Linked DNA regions of Zea mays: region 1 is linked to region 2. The links are chromatin contacts, called in public Hi-C maps. All regions are on one chromosome and are shown on one strand. Each heading gives the region's core, a stretch centred on a gene start, on an enhancer-like site or on the middle of the called end of the contact. The rest is flanking DNA. Distances are from core to core; before and after follow the strand shown. Region 1 holds the start of LOC103641816 (BTB/POZ domain-containing protein At2g24240). Region 2 holds the start of LOC100382039.

Region 1 (3,366 bases), core at 77-2,576, 420 kb before region 2:
GAAGCGCAGAAGAAAGAGCCGCAACTAGTTGCTCAGAAGCTATGCAGCTCATCATCTTAGGGGCGTTCCGCCCTTGCAGTCTAAAGTCTCAAGTTGCTGGCATGGGACATGCCATGTATGCTTTATATTGCCTGGACCGTTTTACCAGCTTAGCGCTTTGGCAATTTGGGCATCATGAGTCGGCTCGTAGTTGTAGCAGTCTTGGCGTGTTTGGATCACCGCCGCTGGCACCACGCCGCACCACACTTCGCGCGTCGCAGTTATGGCGGCCGAATCAGCCGCCGTACCTTAGGCGGGGTGTGGCGCTAGACGCCAGCGTCCAAACAGGCCTTTAAACTCTCAATAGGAGCTATAATGTTTGGTCTTACTTTTCTTTTTAGAATCTCGTTGCCAACGGTTGTGCCTCTGGCAAAAATGGATTTGATGCTTTTGCTCTGCTTAAAGCTTTTGTGCCAAATCGTAATGCATTTCGACTTATCTTCTGGCAAACAAAAGTATGCTCCTGTTATGAAGCGAATGTTTCAGAAGAAAAGTAGTCTGAGTTTGTACTTCCTCTGTTTCTTTGTACTTCTTCTGTTTTATATTATATGTTATTTATTTTTGTAAAGAAGTTAATGCATCTTAAGGTTGATCAAAATTATAAAGAGAATTATAAAGATTTATGGCACCAAATAGATATAACTGTAAAAATATAGCTAACAATAAATCTAATAGTATTTATTGAGTATCATAAATGTTATTATTTTATTATATAAATTTAATTAATATATAAGATAGTTTGACTCTCTAAAAAATAGAACAATTTATAATTTAGAAGGGAGGGAATAATATCTAACATAATTTCATTGTCCGTAACTTTTAGTGGGCTCTCCACGAAAAGTCGTTTTTTCGTGACTGTTTGGTAGAGGCGGATCTGACCAAAAAGCCATGGCAAAGAGGTCCTAATCTATCGTTTATTCTGGTGCTCTCGGACTCTGACTATCTGGACTTAGTAAGGCTTCCAGTTTTTACTGAATCTTATTCTTCCGTCCTAGTATCACATTTTAAGAAGTTATTTTTTAATAAGTTTATAAAATGTTATGAATATATCACTTTTGAAGTATGTCTATATTTATTATAGAAAGTGTTATGAAGATATATCTCATAGCATGTTTATTACAAAAAAATATATTTGGTATTGATTTAATGATATTTATTTTATATTATACATATTTATACATATATTTAGTTAGTTTTGTAAAGTTCGACTCTTTCGGTGATTTAGGACTAAACTAGTAGTAACTCGATATTTAACCCATTGTCATGCAAGGATCGAAGTATGTACGTGCGTGTCCGCTTGACAATGCTGAGCTCCGAGATGCGAGCCCCCAACCCAACAACCACAACAGACCGCCAGCGCCGTTTCCTGGAGTCCCCGACCGACAAGCACAAGGACTGCCGTGCCCCGCCTGCGACCGCGAACGAGCAGGATTGAGGAACCCTGAAGATGCGCCTGCGCCGATGATTGGAGAGGACAGGCTTGACTTGCAGCCGGACATCGGAGCACGGAGACCGACCGCGAGCGCAAGGGGTCGGGCACCCGGCGGCACGCACGATGCTCTGCGAGTGTACGACGACGTGAAGTGAAGTCAGTCCTGTCCTGTGTGTGCGAGTTTGCGCGCCTACCAGTCAGTAGCCATGTTCGGGCGGTTGCACGGTTGCAGCTAACACTAAAAGGCCGGCGCCCGGCGGTGTGATAGATGAGTGGGCGGCTCATATGACGACCTCCACACCTTCCTTGTTCAGAATCGTTGACTGCACGCAGCGTAGCACGGTCCCCCCAAAACGGGGGTTGGGACGGGCGACACTGCTAGAAACCCGACCCCGCCGTTGCGCTGGCGACTGGGGATTTTTTTTTGCCTTGTCCTTCTCCTTCTCCTTCCAATCAAGCGCCGTCTTCACGTCAAAGCGACACCGCCACATCGCCTGCTACCTGCCTCGCTCGCTAGCTCTCCTCTCCCTCGTCTACGCCTCCGCCCTGCCGTTACGCCATAAATCCAGCAGAGGCAGCCATCCAATCCAACCAACCTGTTGATACTCGCTCGTATCGTAGTATACACGCCGCGACCTCGTACAAACGCGTGCACTAGTAATTGGCGCAATCCACCGTCTCCCCAACCGCCCGATACAGCGCAGCGGAGGCAGCTCGACAATTCGACCCCCTCCGGCAATCGCCGCCCGGATCTATCTACACGACACTGGGCTCTGGATGCTGCTCAAAGCGGAGATGCTGTAAAGATCGGTTCCTTGGCGAGCGCGCCGACGATGGCGGCCGGCGGCCGCGTGCGGTTCAACGTGGGCGGGCAGGTGTTCGAGACGACCACCACGACGCTGGCCAACGCCGGTCGGGACTCCATGCTCGGCGCGCTGCTCGACTCGTCCTGGAACGTCTCCTCCTCGGGCGGCGGCGGCGGCGGGGTGGCCGAGTACTTCATCGACCGCAACCCGGCCTGCTTCGCGGTGCTGCTGGACCTGCTCCGCACGGGCAGCCTCCACGTGCCCCCGCACCTCCCGGAGAAGCTGCTCTACCGGGAGGCGCTCTACTACGGCCTCCTCGACCACGTGCGCGCCGCGCGGTGGGGCGCGTTCGACGGCGACCGCCTCCGCCTCGCCGCGTCCGTGCCGGGGCGCGCCCCCGGGGACGGCACGGCCATCCGCGCCGCCCCCGACGGCGGGTGCTGCGTGGCGCACGGCGGCGCCGTGCGCGTGTACAACTGGATGCTCGACGAGCGCCGGCCGGTGTCGCTCGACCACTCGCAGGTCAACGACGCGGCATACCTCGACGCCGCCACGCTGCTGGTCGCGGCCCGGGAGCGGCTCGGCAAGCGCGACGGCGGCATGGCCGCCTTCTCCGCGGCCTCCGGCGAGCTCCGCCACCGCTTCCGCGTCGCGCACGACCGGCAGGCCAAGTCCTTCACCGCCGGCGCGCTGGCCTTCGACCAGGACGCGAGCGTGTTCGCCAGCTGCAAGGGCCGGCTCAACGAGTACGGCGTCGGCGTCTGGGACCGCGCCACCGGCGAGCAGGCCGACTTCTTCTACGAGCCCCCCGGCTGCGCCCTGGGCGACGCCGACAGGCTGCAGTGGCTGGACGCCGCCGGCGCGCTCATGGTGGCCACGCTGTTCCCCAAGGCGGACAACTGTTTCATCGGCCTGCTGGACTTCCGGGCCAAGGACGTGGTGTGGTCCTGGTCCGACGCCGGCGCGGCCGCGTCGCTGGACGACAAGCGCGTGCTCCACGCCATCGCCATGGAGGACGAGCGCTCCGTCTGCGTCATCAACCAGTACGACGACCTCGGCTTCCTCGACCTCCGGAGCGGCGCCGGCGGC
Region 2 (3,297 bases), core at 781-3,280:
GGCAGATTGGGTGCAAACATAGCCCTCCTCTAGTCGAACAAAGCAATAATGAAGCCTTCAACCACTTAAAAAATTGTAAAGCAACATGTGAATACTTTTGTATTCTACAAGCCCATTCTAACATGTTATTGGTGATGGCAACAAATGAAACGCCGCGCTTATAAAAATAACACCGTTTTTCTTTTATATTTGGGGTTTCTGGTTATGAATACATGCCAAAATAGATATAAAATTGATTATTCTAACTGGATAGACCAACAATATTATCAACCTTCCCTTCTAAACGCTTTTAAAGCATGATGCAACTCCAAAATTTAAGTACACCTTCCCCTGTTTATGTTTTTTGTCACCAATATCTCCAATGGTGCGTATATAGTGTCCAGATGAATCAATCGCAACAACAATTCTTTTTTTCACAAAATTCTGAAGCTGTTTGTTTTCAATTCGGACCTTAGGAACTCTTCGCTCTTTTGAAACAAATAAAACAAGAGCAACACCCCCACTACCAGCAGGCATGGGCATCAACTGCAAGGATCTACAGTACCTGCAGAACACCAGAACCTTATCATATATAATCCCGAGACAGGAGTATACGATTTAGAAATCTCACTTAGGGGTCGTTCGTTTCTTCGGGAATGGAGACATGGAACAATTCTTAGCCGGTTTGTTTCTCTAATTTATATAAGTTTTGATCAGCTGGAATGATTTCTGGTCCATTCCTGAACAAACGAACAAGTCCTTAGAACATATAGAAACTCATGACTTCCAATTTCGCTTGATTATACCCACAACATCTTGTTTGAGTGCACTTATCATAACAACAAATATGCCTTACTTGATGTGTAGTAACCCGTACGTCCTCCTTGGTTTGCACCCGTACCCAACGGTTGACTCGTTCATCAGCTAGCTAGCCACTGCAGTCGTCGCTGGCTGTGGGCTGTAGCGCGTTGAGCAAGGTGGTGGACGCGACCCTCCGTATGGAGCAGTACTAGAGCACCTGCCGCGCGCTTGTTGAATGGGTTCTCTGGCTTGGCCAGGTCGCGGGCGCTGCTCACCGCCGACGTCGCGTCCTGCAGGTTGACGGATGACCGAGACCTACCAAAGAAGAAGCTAGACGGACCCCTCCTTTGTGTGTCTTCGTCAGAGTGAGTTGAGAACCGAACGTGGACAAGGCAGAGAAGGCCGGAAGGGAAACCCGGCACAACTGGTAGTGGTAGGTACCTCAGGAGCAAGTGTAGGGGGACGCAGTCGTCCATCGCCCGCTTACGCTCATCGCCACCGGGCTGGCACGGCTAGGCAGGATCCGCCTCACTGCAGGGACAAAAGAGGAGGGAGGGGCGTGAGCTGCGGTCAGTATTCGAACCGCCACAGCACGGAAAGTGGAGCGCCACCCACCGTCACGTGCGGCGTGGCGTCCACCAGCCGCCGTCGCAGATCTGGTGTCGTGCGTGAAGCGGAGGGGGGTGGCGCGGCGCTGGGGAGTGGCCGTGGGCATTGGAGGAGCATGATCCTTTCGTGGCGTGGGAATGGCAGATTGGGGTAAACGCCGCAGAGGAGGGGGACTTGGTGATTACCATCGCGGGCGGGGCAGATGAGGGCGGAGACGGGCGTAACCATGGTATCGCACGAGGCGTTTACTTTGCTTTCTTAATAGTAGTAGGAATAGTAGTAGAGATTTTCGCCATAGATTAAAAAAGAATATTAGTAACGGCCGGTTCCAACCGGCGTATTGCTGGAGACGAGATAACATCCCTGCCCAGCTCCAAAAGGGTACCCAGCTGCAAATATCCCCATCTCACCTGGTCAGAACCGTCATTACCCGTCACCGCCCGAACGAGCGCACGCCAGCAAGGGTTCCTCGGAGGACCGTCGGATGCAAGCCTCGTTGGCAAAACCTTGGACGCAATGACGAAACTACCCTCACCACTCCGTATCAAACTACGATACAGCCCCACAGCCCTAGCTCCACCGATAAAACCCACCTCGTCCCGTCTCCCTTCCCGTCTCATATCTACCTCGAAAGAGGGGTCGCAGACGGAACCCTTCCACCCTCCCGACACCACCTTCGATTCCTCTGCGATTTCCCCCCGCGCGCTCGCCGATTCCTTGATCGACTCCCGCGTGATTCGCTTTCTGGTCGGATTCTCTCTCCTCAAGCATGCAGTCGGATCAGCCTGTGATCAGCTTGCGCCCCGGCGGCGGCGGCGGCCCGCGCGCCGGCCGCCTCTTCTCCCCCGCCTTTGCCACCTCCGTTTCCGGAGACTTCCTCCGCCTGCACGTCGGTGGCGCCTCCGGCATCTCCAAGGTGAGGAAAGCTCGATCTGGATGGATGGCTTGCTGTACGTAGCGGGTTCGATTGGTTTGTGGCGGGCGGTAGGTGGAGATCCGGGGCAAACGATCGGATCTCCTTGTTAGGGGACTAGTTAATTGTAGACTTCTTGGTGGCGCGTCCAGATTTAGTAGTCTCCACGCCTCTTAATGAGTTTTTACTTATGAGGTGTTGATGCGTACCAAATGATTGATACTACCTGATATGCGATTAGGTAGATTCTGATGCATGACATGCTCCTACCCAGGGATTCAACTCCTAGGGCTCCACTTCCACATGTATGTGGTCCTTGGGATACTATATTGTGTGGCTAAGCAGTTAACACGAGTCTTTCTTTCATTGCTATGCTGTTTATTTCACACATGGACTTGTTCTCAGTAGGCTCAACTGTTTTGTACACTGCACTCTGCTTCGACTGGGTTTGTTTTCTTCAATTTATCACATACTATAGCTAGTGTGAAGTTACAATGGATCTGTAGACTCATTTGTGCTACCCTGACATTGCTAATATTTTGGTACAGATCGGTGATTCACATTTTGAGCCACGTGAGCGTGTTCGTTACACAAGAGATCAACTTCTCGAGCTGCGTGAGGTACTTAATATCTGATAATTCATACAAAACAAATTTCTGCAGATGTCTTCTTAGATGTGTCATTTTATGGTTTTAAAGAACAGTGTATATAATGCTATTTTATCCTAAACGGCCGTTTAGACCGTTTACACGCTGTTTAAACGCTGCTCAGTAGCTAACTGTGTTGGCTGTTTATGCCGTTTAATCCCGTATAATCCGTTTTTAGTCCGTTTAAACGCCCGTGTAGTCTGATTAAATGCTAAACAGAGGATGACCGACTGTTTACCGTTTAGCGTTTAGGATAACACTGATATAATGTAGCTTGTCATATCTGAAGTTTGCAGAGATTCTCTTTGAATATCTTGTATATCATATAATGTAGCTGTGGCAAAAAGA

The links. Hi-C and Micro-C count contacts between places; a contact is called where the count stands out from the background.
Region 1: a Hi-C map of leaf shows a contact between it and region 2, with 8 times the contacts expected there. The contact joins the promoter of LOC103641816 here to the promoter of LOC100382039 in region 2. A contact is called at or near these places in 3 of 25 Hi-C or Micro-C datasets (ear, leaf and tassel).

The regions. Positions count from the first base shown.
Region 1 is chr10:131,064,399-131,067,764 of Zm-B73-REFERENCE-NAM-5.0, reverse strand. LOC103641816 (BTB/POZ domain-containing protein At2g24240) reads left to right here and starts at 1,326. Exons shown (of 1, transcript XM_008665143.4): 1 at 1,326-3,366. The coding sequence starts at 2,305. LOC103641817 (enolase-phosphatase E1) reads left to right here. Exons shown (of 16, transcript XM_035963502.1): 16 at 1-607. The coding sequence ends at 28.
Region 2 is chr10:130,645,403-130,648,699 of Zm-B73-REFERENCE-NAM-5.0, reverse strand. It overlaps LOC100382039, which reads left to right and starts at 2,030. Exons shown (of 9, transcript NM_001361572.1): 1 at 2,030-2,305; 2 at 2,851-2,922. The coding sequence starts at 2,159.